2 separate regions of the Sus scrofa genome follow, and region 2 is linked to region 1. Evidence: chromatin contacts called from public Hi-C data. All regions are on one chromosome and are shown on one strand. Each heading gives the region's core, a stretch centred on a gene start, on an enhancer-like site or on the middle of the called end of the contact. The rest is flanking DNA. Distances are from core to core; before and after follow the strand shown.

Region 1 (3,288 bases), core at 348-2,847:
GCATGGAAGGGCCAGGGATCAGATCTGAGCTAAAGTTGCGACCTAAGCTGTAGCTGTAGCAATGCTAGCCAGGGATCAAGCCTGCATCTCAGTGCTCTAGAGACACCCCCAATCTCTTTGAGCCATAGAGGGAACACCTCAATTACTTTTAAAATGAATTAAAGGTAGGGCCCTAAGCGCTGGAGTTGGAAAGGAAGCTGGGAAGGAGACTCTTGTGTGGTCCAGGCTGGTGTGGCTGCAGCAGCTGACCCTGGGGTTGGCATCGGAGATGGAGGTAAGGTGATTTCAGGTGTACTTTCAAGGCTGAGTTCGTAGGCCTTGCTAAAGGGATGGAGGTAGAAGGCGAGGAAAAAGGTCAAGTTTGTGGCCTTGAGCCTCAAGTGGATGGTGGGAGTCACATTCACCTGGAGAAGAGGGACAGATTTGGAAGCTGAGGGCAGGAATGAAGAGTTTTGCTTTGGCCATGCTGATTGTGAAATGCCTCTGAGATAGCCAAACGGAGCTTCCAGTCAGGTGACCCATGCTGGGGTCCCAGGGAGAAGGCACAGCTGGAAATGTAGCACTCTGGGCACCTGTCCTTAGATTGGGAGTGCTATCTGGTAACTGACAGGTGCTTGTCCTGCCCACCTGCCAGGAGGTGCAGCTCACAGCCTCTCTCCCACATTCACTATATTCCTTCTGCTGTCGGGCAGGGCAGGGATTCAAGTGCCCATTTTAGAGCTGGGGAAACAGAGGCCCAGCAAGGGTGGTGAGTGGTCTGATGACACAGGCAGAACCAGGACCCCACACCCTGCCCCAGGCCTGGATTCTCCCCACCACGCTGTGCAGTCTCCTCTGCATCTCTGGGTAAAATGAGGGCAGCTTCAGCCTTCCCTGGGTCTCTGGATCTTCTTCCATAAACTCCTCTTTTTATTTTCATAACATATCCAAGTTCTAAGGTGCCAGAGCCAGGGATCACACCTAGGCTTTCCCTGCATGTGCTCCACGTATTCTGGCTGTCCTGGCAACCAGTGCCGGCCAGAGGCTGACAGTCACGCAGTGGTGAGCACCATGCTGGGCTACCACTTCACGCTGTAAGGGAAGGACAATTGGATCTAAGCTCATGGCAGGCAGGGAAAGGAGTTATAAAAATCATAGCGTGCATCCTGAAGTGCTTACAGTGCTGCAGGCATGGTTCTAAGTACTTACAAGGTATTACACACGTGGGAAGTAAGTTTCAGAATCACAGCCGTTTAACAGTAGGGAAGCCAGGTACACCTTGGTGGAATCATGTGCTTAGGGCGCCAGCTCGGGGAGCGGAATGGGGACTCAGACCCAGGCTGTCAGATAGCTAAGCTCAGCCCTCAGCCACTTCACTCGATATGGTGTTGGATCAATATGTGGTGGTTGACTGTTATGTTAGAGGTGGGGAAACTGAGGCCCCGTGTGTGAGCAGCTTCCAGCACGAACACACGGAAGTCGAAGGTCCCCATGGCCAAGACCTTGTGTTGGTAGAAGGTTCTGGGGACAAAGTTCCCTAGGACACAGGTCTTTGCCTGCCTGTTTGCGATAAGCCCTTGACAACGTAAACAGCAGTGTCCTAGGGAAACAGGAAGGGCAGACAGAAGGCCCTGGCACACAGGCCGTGCCCAGATTAGCTAATGGCTGGGAAGGACAGGCTTACACGTCTGGGCTGTGCTTCCACCCATGGGGAGCTGCTGACGGAGAAGGGGAGGCACGGGGCCTCTTCCAGGGTCAGGGAGGCCTGGACTCCACCTCCTCCACCGACTAAGCAACTGTGTGACCTGGGGCTGGGCCTGGCCCTCTGTTGGGCTGTACCAGGTTTGTCTCTCAATCCAGGGTGGCGTTGAGTCAGATCTTCCATGCCACAAGTAAATCTAGTTAGCTCTCCGAATCCGCGGGTTCCATATCCACGGATTTGACATCAATGGATTGAAAATATTGGGGGAGGAGTTCCCATCATGTCTCAGCCATTAATGAACCCGACTGGTATCCCTGAGGACACGGGTTCTATCCCTGGCCTCACTCAGTGGGTTAAAGGATCCAGACTCAGCTCAGACCCCACATTGCTGTGGCTGTGGTGTAGGCCAGGAGCTACAGCTCCAATTCGACCCCTAGCCTGGGAACCTCCATATGCCACAGGTGCGGCCCTAAAAAGACCAAAAAAAAAAAAAAAAAAAAAAAAGAAAAACTTAAAAAAAAAAGAAAACATTGGGGAAAAGGAATTCCACAGAGTTCCAACAAGCAAAACTTGATTTGCTGTACTCCAGCAACAATTTATATAGCATTCACATTGAATTTACAATTATTTACATGGCCCTTGCATTGTACTAGCTGTTATAAGTAATCTAGAGATGGTTTACACTATGGGATGGTTGTGTGCAAATGCCATTTTATATAAGGGACTTGAGCATCTGTGGATTTGGGTATCCGCCGGGGTCCTGGAACCTATCCTTTGTGGATACCAAGGGACAACCATTCTGAGTGCCTACTATGTGCTAGATGAGGAGCAATTGTGGCTGGGAACCACCCCCTGCCCCATCCTTTTTTCTTTTTTAAATTTTATTGAAGTATAGTTGATTTACAACGTTGTATAACTCTCTGCTGTACATCAAAGTGACTCAGTTATACATATATATACACATTCTTTTTCATATTCTTTTCCATTAGGGTTTATCAGAGGATATTGAATATAGTTCCCTGTGCTACACAGTGGGACCTTGTTTTCTATCCATCCTATATATACTAGCTTGCCTCTGTTAATCTCAAACTCCCAAACCTTCCCTCCTCTACCCCTCTCCCCCTTGGCAGCCACAAGTCTGTTCTCTATGTCTGAGTCTGTTTCATAGATAAGTTCATTTGTTTCATACTTTAGTTTCCACATATAAGCGATATCATGCAGTGTTTGTCTTTCTCTTACTGACTTCACTTAGTATGGTAATCTCTAGGTCCATCCATGTTGCTGCAAATTTCATTCTTTTTTATGGCTGAGTAGTATTGTATATATGTACCACATCTTCTTAATCCATTCCTGTGTCGATGGACATTTAGATTGTTTCCATATCTTGGCTTTTGTGAACGGTGCTGCTGTGAACATAGGGATGTGTGTATCTTTTTGACTTATAGTTTGGTCTGGATGTATGTCCAGGAATGGGATTGCTGGGTCATATCTGCACCATCTCCTAGTGAGGTACCTGCAGGTGGACACTAAACTGTCTGACAATGTCCCTTCTTGGGGGTGGGGAGGAGGACATGCCCTTAGGGGAGACCAACAGAGAAGCTCTGGAG
Region 2 (3,213 bases), core at 623-3,122, 120 kb before region 1:
CCTGACTTGGTAGGTACCAATCCTCAGCTCACCCACTAAGCAATAGGGAAGGCCTGGGCTGTGGGGTGTGGCGGGGACAAACAGCTCTGCAGAGACACAGAAGTGCTTTTAAAAGTCCCTGGTTCGCCTGCCCCCTCTGCTCCTAGAGACTTGGTCTCAGGAGAAAAATGCCTCTCCCAATTCTCCCTTACTATCTTCCTTTCATCCTCCCCCATTCTTGCCCCTTTAGAAATCGGAGCTCTGTTTTGCAACCCACCCCCACCCCACCATGGGCTGGTCTGGCCCAGATGATCCCAAAAGTCAGCCCCAAGAGAGCATCAGCCTGACCACTACCCAGCCACCAAAGCCAGCTCTCTATTCTCTCACCTTCCTCCGAAGGGAACAGCACTTAGAGGTTGAAATGAACACTTTCTGTTGCACCTGAGTGCAACAGCCTCAGGAAGCAGGCAGAGATGGTACAACCCACTTGCTAGAGGAACAAACTGAGGGTTCAGGAGGCCTGGAGCTTTGGCCAGGGTCACACAGGAAGGGGCAGAGTTGGTATGTGAACCCTGATCTGTTGGTTCCATGTCACTAAGCAGGAATGGGGACCCAAGTGGTAATGGCCTCAGATGCTGGCGCTCCCAGCTTCCCCGATGCTGCCAGGAGAAAGGATCTCAGACACATTGATGCTTTCAACAAGTGTTTATTGACTACCTGCTATGAATCGAATACACGAACGAAACCAGGCACCGGAGATCCAACAGTGAGCAAAACAGATGTGGTCTGTGCTGTCACAGAGCTTATATTCTGGTGAAGGAGACAGACCCCAGACAAACTGCAGGAAGATGTCTCTGTCTCTCCCCAGCCCAGCCCACGTGCCTTGGAAGGAGCTCTGGCTGGGAGGTGGGAAGCTGGAGACCTAGTTCCGGTCCTAGTATTGGTGCCACTCCCTGTGTGGCGTTGGACAGGGTTTTCCATCTGTGAGATCCGCAAGTATGTGGCTCCTCACGCCCTACTCCCAGCCTCTGAGTCAAGTGGTTAATAATTGCCTGGCATGAATAATTATCCTGATTAAGTTTTTTCTTAAACCTGACTTTTCGTAGACTCTGGAGCCAAAAAGGGGCATTTGACGTCATCTAATCTGAGCCCTATCACTAAAGACTCGTCCCTTAGCCTCTTTCTTCCTAGGAGGTGACTGTCTCTGCTTGCATCCTTCTAGAAATGGGAAGATTGCTCCCTTACGTAGCAGAAGATGCCCAGTGGCGGGCTGGTAAATGTTTAACAGCTGGTTCTCCCAAGTAGGGAAAACCTGATTTGTAGTATTTGCTGATTTCCCATGGTGTAAAATACTTCCACCATGGCCAATTTCAGGCTGCCATCTTAACATCCAGCAGGTCACACAGTTCTTAAAAATGTAACATTCGCCCCCTGTGAGCCAGTCTGAGCCGGATCGGCACACCACTGCCCCACCCTACAGAGAAGCCCTGTCCTTCTTTACTTGTTGGGAAGTTCTTCCTGTTATTGAGCAAAACATCTAAGTATCAGGAACTCCAGCCTGGAAGTGCTGAGCTACTGTTCTGGGGTGTCAGAGGACAAGGGGGACCTTTGGCCCCATGAAGCTCTTCAGAGAATTGGAGGAATTGACCCTGTCTCCTCGTGAGAGGGTAGTTCCTGGGCCAAGTGGGGTCAGGGTATTTCCTCCCACCTTTCCCCCTCCCTCCCTCCCCCCTCCTCCCTCCCCCCTTCCCCCTCCCTCCCTCCCCCCTCTCCCCCTCTCCCCCCGCCCCCGCCGCCGCTTCCTCCAATATTTATTGGGCCTCAATGACACGTACTGTGCGAGGTACTGTGGACACAGTGACCCATGTCTGCCTACACTGGCCCCTCCATCTGGACAGTCTCGCCACTCAGCCTGTCCAGCTTTGAGGCTACGCTCAGATGTCACCCACTCTCAGAAGCCTGCCCTGACCTCCACCCCTTCCCCGCCCTCCCAGAGCCTTTATCGGTCCCTGTTTGGCACTTATCACTTTCTACCTTGGATTACAGCTATTTGTGTACACGGCTTATCTTGCTGCCAGACTGAGAGGCAGCTCAGGCTTGTTGAAAGAGCGTGGACTTTGGAGCCGCACGACCTGGCCCTGAATCCCAGCCCTGCCACTTAGGGCTGTGAGCCCTTGGGAGCTTACACCATCTCTTGGAGCCTCAGTTTCCTTGTCTATAAAGTGGGGCTGGTGATAACTACTAAGGTGGTTTGATCATTAAATGCAATTTGAAGTGTAAACCTCTTTTCTTGTTCCTGTCTGGATTCTCATCCTCTTAGGGACAAAGATTGTGCCTAGTGCCTCTTTGTATTCTCCTGGTTGTAACAATAACAGTATAACAATTAACGACAATGGCACACACTCGCAAAGCACTTACTGTGTACAAGATATTATCCTTAAAACTAACATATGTTAACTTACTTCACTATCACAGCAACCTGGGCCTTCGAACTATTATTATTCCCATTAATAGGTGAGCAACCTGAGGCTCAGAGAGGCTAGATAACAAGCCCAAGGTCACATAGCTAGTGAGTGGGAGAGTTGAGATTTGAACCCAGAAAAACCTGCTCCAAGTCTTAACGGTTGACTACTACATCGCATGGCCACAAGACAAAGGTTTGGAGGGGCTTCTGGAGTGGTGGGGGGAGTGTGTACCCACTGTGCACCTCAGCTTGTGGACATCTTTGCCCTGACCGATGGGGTGGGAGTGGGGGTGTACAGAAAGGCTCCTGGTCTGCCCTCTAGGACCGCCCAAAAGATAAAGTGTTTAGAGCTGAGGAGAAGAATGTCTCCAGGCCCCTGGGGGGAAGGGGACTGAGAAGCCATGAATGGACAATGCAATCAGAGAAGGCTTCATGGAAGAGGTGGCATTTTCTATGGGCTTTGACAGATGAAGAGGACTTGAACTGGGATGAACAGGACAGAACAGCAGGAGCAAAAGTGCAGAGGTGAGAGAGAGACATTACGGGTTCATGTGGGGGTCAGGCTAGATGCTTTCTCTCGTTCTTGAGGGTGCGGTGGAGCAGACAGGATGAACATGGGGAGGGAAGCGTTAGTTGCCCCATCTGTGATGCAGGAACAGCCGAGGGAACTGTTTCAGGGACCTCGAAAGCCAGCACAGACCCTAAAGAGCTGAGAGTTGACTGGGCTGCTCCAGGGGCCTGACTCTATAATTTACTCCGAGATTCCCGAG

The links. Hi-C and Micro-C count contacts between places; a contact is called where the count stands out from the background.
Region 2: a Hi-C map of liver shows a contact between it and region 1, with 2.2 times the contacts expected there. The contact joins two enhancer-like sites. A contact is called at or near these places in 1 of 5 promoter capture datasets (liver), 1 of 47 Hi-C or Micro-C datasets (liver) and 1 of 2 datasets of contacts at active chromatin or transcription factors (skeletal muscle).

Annotation. Positions count from the first base shown.
Region 1 is chr14:81,277,635-81,280,922 of Sscrofa11.1, reverse strand. All of the region lies in intron 4 of LOC106506054 (a long non-coding RNA gene), which reads left to right. Among named protein-coding and RNA genes, the nearest start is that of ZMIZ1, 130 kb to the left of the region's middle. Within about 2 kb of position 1,597, at least 9 of the 83 cell types and tissues checked have an H3K27ac peak or open chromatin away from gene starts, as enhancers often do. A contact at or near this core is called in liver, where this site is marked.
Region 2 is chr14:81,397,145-81,400,357 of Sscrofa11.1, reverse strand. No RefSeq gene overlaps it. Among named protein-coding and RNA genes, the nearest start is that of ZMIZ1, 10 kb to the left of the region's middle. Within about 2 kb of position 1,872, at least 17 of the 83 cell types and tissues checked have an H3K27ac peak or open chromatin away from gene starts, as enhancers often do. A contact at or near this core is called in liver, where this site is marked.